Linked DNA regions of Danio rerio: region 1 is linked to region 2. A link is a contact called in public HiChIP or PLAC-seq data. All regions are on one chromosome and are shown on one strand. The core of a region is the stretch at or near the end of the contact, and the rest is flanking DNA. Distances in the headings are between cores, read along the strand shown. Region 1 holds the start of taldo1 (transaldolase 1). Region 2 holds the start of bncr (bouncer).

Region 1 (2,700 bases), core at 46-2,545, 140 kb after region 2:
CACACACACACAGACACACACACACACACACACACACACACACACACACACACACACACACAGTGTGCACTAGTGAGATAAACACTGAAGCATGAATAACAGCACAGCAAAACTCCAGACTCACACAGCAGCGCCACCTGCAGGACAGTCAGCAGATTCCACTCCACCACTGCTTGGTGCAGTCAGAGAGAGAGAGAGAGAGAGAGAGAGAGAGAGAGAGAGAGAGTGTGTGTGTGTGTGTGTGTGTGTGTGTGTGTGTGTGTGTGTGTGTGTGTGTAGGGCCAGAGGTCATAATAATATAATAACACTAATACTGAAATGGTTTCAGCATTATAGAATGACCAAAACAACATGTCAGATGCTCTGCAGTGTGCTCATGCTGCTGGTCTATCCCTTCACACACACTATCCTCATCACACCATCTCTCATAACAACATCACATCACCTTTTCTAATGCGTATACTGTTATGTGTTCAGTAAAAGTGTTTCCATCCTAATGTATGCGCATCTTTTCTTATCGGTTAAAAGTTTCTCCTCCTCAGTTATTTTACAGTTATTACATTTTTATGCACATTTTTAAAAGTCTCCAAAATGAACATTAAAATAGGTGTAAGGAAACGTAAGGCTGAGGCGAGAAACACCGCTTCATCTTTAAATGAGCAGGAGACTCTCAGCGTTTAGAGAAGAAACCTGCTCCTGACCAGGTTAAGTTCACAGAGTAAAATACCACGGTACCTGAGTCCGAGTTAAAGTCACCTCTCTTTCAGGAACAGGCTTGACTTACTCTGCTGTCTCCAGCCTGACAAACCTGCCATTCTGAAACTGCAAACACAGAGTTTCTCTCATTTCAGGGTTAACATACTCTGAGTTTTCACTTAACCTCCTTTCTGAAATGGGGCCGGCTCTGTTATTGTGTTGTTGTTGTTGTTGTGTTCTTCTGCACTACTTTAATCTGTTTTTGTGTTGTTTTTGTTGTTGTTGTTGTTGTTGTTGTGTTCTTCTGCACTACTTTAATCTGTTTTTGTGTTGTTTTTGTTGTTGTTGTTGTTGTTGTTGTGTTCTTCTGCACTACTTTAATCTGTTTGCTGAAGCTCGAGTGTAGCTCCACATCTGCGCAAGCGCGCTGTGTCCTCGCTGATGTTCAGTGTCCTCGGCTCATGAGGGTTGTGGCTCAATCTCACCATCATTGGTTGTGCGCGATGACGCCACGCAGTAACCCCGCCCCCCGCGCGTGTGTGTGCGCGCAGCTCTAGTTCAGACAGTCGCGTCTCTGTTTGCGCTGCTATAAAAGCGGATTTTCTCCGGTCATCATGTCTGTATCACCGGACAAACGGCGGAAGATGGAGTCCGCGCTCGAGCAGATCAAGAAGTTCACGGTGGTCGTCGCGGACACGGGAGACTTTAACGGTAAATCAGCTGTATAGTCATGAGGAGGCGGTGTGGTGAAGTTTATACGCGCCTCAGTTCACTAATGCCTCATTCAGAGGACGGGGAGTGATGATGAAGATGAAGATGATGATCCTCACCCTCCCTGTGTGCGCGCAGCTCGTCTCCTGCTCGTGCACAGCGGCGTAATTTCGTAATGATTGCTGAAGTTTACCCTCATGTGCTCTATAATTATTAGCGGAACTAGAGCCTGAAACGGAAGTGTGTAGAAACGCGGCGGTCTGTGGCGGTGAGCTAACACTAAGAGGAACACTTGTGATTCCGGTAACCGGTTTAATACAAACGGATTTCACCGGCTTTGACAAATGTAGCGTTACTCTTGCGTTCTCGCGCCAATACCCGGAAGCGAACGAGCACGCTCTTCTAATGAATATTAATATGCCTACTTGACATTCAAAATCTCCTTCTCTGATTGGCTGGGGGCAGCACTCACCGGTCACCCGACGAATGGCGGAATACAGTGCTTTATTAATATTAATAAGCCTTTATCAGGCGTGCGTGACTTAATGTAATGTTCGGCTGAAACTGTGCAGAGTTTAAAGTTCTCAACGTTTCCGCGATCAACAGTTTCCAGTGACACATTAAACTCTGATGTACAGGACGCAGGACTCGAGCTAAAGGTTTACAGATGTAATCTAAAGCTCTTTAGTAAGGCCGCACGAGGAGCTCCGGCTGCAGCGCGTGGAGGAGGCGCTCGGTGGAGGTTTCTTCATCAGCGGTGTTGCTTCAGTCCTCTTGTGAAACTCCGTGATTTCACTGTTTGCTTGGCTGAAGGAGCTGAACTCCTCTTTCTGTTTTCTGCATGGTCATGATGATGAACACACACACACACACACACACACACACACACACACACACACACACACACACTTGTTTCTGTTCTGCAGTGTTTTCCTGTAGTCAGTATAGAGAGATTAGAGGTGTTATTGTTGTGTGTTTGCTCTTCTCATGATCTGCTCCAGATAAAGCCTCTCTGACCTGATCAACTGGATTCTGCTTGACAGTTTTCCAGAGTAATGTGTTTTGGCTTCTGTATCTCTGCCTCTGTGCAGGAGTGGATGTCCTGTGTTTAACTGAGGCTCTTCCTGCACTGTTATATTTGATTTATCATCGTGGATAGAGGAGCTCTGTTAGGAAATGGCCAGGAACAGAGAGCGTCTGCTTTCCCTAATGACGAAGATTAACAGCATGTGCATTAATCATCTGTGTTTCTCCTCCATCAGCTATTGAAGAGTACAAGCCTCAGGATGCCAC
Region 2 (2,700 bases), core at 94-2,593:
TGTTTGACTTCTGATTTGATTCTGTCACTCGTGTAGTCTTTTAATCTTGCATTGTGCTAATCCGCTAGCTGTATAATTGAGTCTGTGCATTTGCTCCTCTTGTGTTCATCCTCCATCTCCTCCTCGCTGCAGGGCCGTGTGCGCTTCTCCTAGCTCTGATCCCGCTAGTGGCCCGAGTGCAGTGTGGATGTTTGGGTTGGTACGTGTTTTATATTCTGTGATACCAAAATGAACCCTTGAGAAGCCATACTCTGCTCATCACCATGAGGGCTGTTCTGGACAAACCTTTCTACAGATGATCCTAATGCCGGCTGATTTAGCCCAGAGCCTGCCGCTGCATTCCCTGAGTGTGTGTGCGTGCGTGTGTGCGCGCGTGTGTGTGTGTGAGTATGTGTGTGTGAGCGTGTGTTCTCCAGTGTTGTAGACGGACCAATCCTCAGTGGCCTCGACCTTTGACCCTGTTTTTACCACTGTACTGAAGCCTTATATTTGTAGCCGCTCCTAACGTCTGGCTGGTCTTTTATATGGTGTATATTATAAATCTGCCTTGATGTAGGACTCGTCCTGTTTCAGATGGTGTCTAAAGCGCAGGCTGGACTCATATCCCAGCCTCTCTTTATTTTAACTCTGGCTAGTCACTTCTGTACAATTAAAGTGGCGTTACTCTCTTTATATTGTCCTTTATTTAAAGAAAGCTCCTGTAATCCTCAATAATGTACAGTGCAGTACTGATCAGCTGTTTTTATCACCGTATTATTTATTGCTTTCATTTCAATAAAATACTGAAACCTATTTTCCACTGCCAATAAAATAATTCTTTACGAACACACGACTGCTGTGCTCTCTCTGTGTGTGTGTGTGTGTGTGTGTGTGTGTGTGTGTGTGTATCAGTCATTTGATCACTGATCAACTCGGCTAACTAACACACTGAAGAATAATAAATACCATTAATACACAGGAAAACAGATGAAATATACAGAATTATATAGTTTGTAATAATTTTATCATTATTGTGACGCAATCACTGGTTTAAATGCAAGTTATTTTTCTATTTAAGATGTTGGGCTTTAATAGAACTGTTTAATAAACCTGTTTTGTTTAAATTGATCAAATATATTCCCCGCATGCACAGAGAAATGAGAGAAGATGCTGATTATGAAGAGGCGGTGTGCTCAGTTATGCTGGGGAATGTGTGTGAGAGTCATGTTGATGTGGTTTTGGTCAGCTCAGCCTGATGATTGAGCTGATTGTGTTAATGAAGGTAATCAGACAACAGGCCTCAGCTGAAGAGTGTGTGTGTGTGTGTGTGTGTTTATCTCGCAGCTGCTCATCCTCCTCATGTCAGTGTGTGTGTTCTGCTTCAGCATGGGCTGTGTGTTGCTGTTTCTGCTGCTGGTGTGTGTCCCGGTGGTCCTCCCTCAGGGTCTCCGCTGCCTCTTCTGCCCGGTAACGTCGCTGAACAGCTCGTGTGCGCCGGTAGTGACCGAGTGTCCGGTGCAGGAGCTCTGCTACACCGCGGACGGCCGCTTCGGGCGCTCCTCCGTGCTCTTCCGCAAGGGCTGCATGTTGAGGGCAGACTGCAGCCGCTCCAGACACCAGATGATCCGGGGAAACAACATCAGCTTCAGCTTCTCCTGCTGCGGGGGACACTACTGCAACTCCCAGCCGAGAGCGGAGCCCGGGGGCCGGCTACTGCTGCTGCTGCTGCCCGCTGCTGCGCTCACCGCCGCCGGGGCACTCTGACGGAGAAACACACACACACACACACACACACACACACCAGACAGACGAATAAACACACACCAGACCAAACCGAGACAAACAAACAAACAAACTGTCAGCAGAGTGAACATACTGACACAGCTGCTCCTTCTGGCCGTCATCAAGCGGTCAGAGACAGTGAGCTGGACACGGCACACACTGAGCTCTGCTCTGCGCACTTCTACATGTTGATTTCTGTTTTAAATGAACTCATTAAACTATCGGAGAATTTTAAGTTGGTCTTAAGTGAACTTCACTCATTTACAGACTCCAGCAGGGTCTCTGTCATTTACAGACCCGGGCAAGTGGCATGAAGCTGAGCTCTGCACACACACCCTGAACCCTAATTACAACACACCTGATCAAAGTGTGCGTGTGTGTGTGCGTGTGTGTGTGCGTGTGCATGTGCGCGTGCACGTGTGTGTGTTGGACAGGAACTCTACAGTGCTGCGGCTGCTCTTGTATGAGCTTTGGTCTTGTTTGTAATCCAGACATCTCCAGATTCTTAAACCAGTCTCCTCTCCACACACACCAGCATCAGCCAGCTGAGCTGAGCAGAGGCTTTACTGCAGATCAACAGAGCAGAGATCTCCAGAGCCTTCTCATGCTGTAGAGAGGTCAGTGTGAGCCTAATGAAGACCTTCATTATTCAGCCGCACATGTCTACTGAAGGATACTGTGCTCAGTGTGGAGTAAATTATAGTTTTCACCAGGACATTTAAAAAGAGCAGTGATGATTTTCTTTTAGAGCAGTGAGTATAATACTGATAACATCATATTTTAATCCCATCACCAGCTCACACCCAATGCTGATGAATGCAGTCTGCTGCTGCTGCTCTTCATGTCCACACTGGCTCTGTAGCAGATGATCAATCGCTGTAGATCAGGACCTTTAATAAGGTGTGTGTGTGTGTGTGTGTGTGAGAATTTTCAGTTCAA

Evidence for each region. HiChIP or PLAC-seq counts read pairs in DNA pulled down with a chosen protein or histone mark.
Region 1: a contact with region 2 is called in an H3K4me3 HiChIP or PLAC-seq map of gastrula embryo, with 4 times the contacts expected there. The contact joins the promoter of taldo1 here to the promoter of bncr in region 2. A contact is called at or near these places in 2 of 4 datasets of contacts at active chromatin or transcription factors (embryo and gastrula embryo).

Annotation. Positions count from the first base shown.
Region 1 is chr18:54,173,465-54,176,164 of GRCz12tu, forward strand. taldo1 (transaldolase 1) reads left to right here and starts at 1,296. Exons shown (of 8, transcript NM_199687.1): 1 at 1,296-1,407; 2 at 2,670-2,700. The coding sequence starts at 1,311.
Region 2 is chr18:54,035,054-54,037,753 of GRCz12tu, forward strand. bncr (bouncer) reads left to right here and starts at 1,344. Exons shown (of 1, transcript NM_001365726.1): 1 at 1,344-1,996. The coding sequence starts at 1,366. The coding sequence ends at 1,743. It overlaps ppfia1 (PTPRF interacting protein alpha 1), which reads left to right. Exons shown (of 29, transcript NM_001111244.1): 29 at 1-792.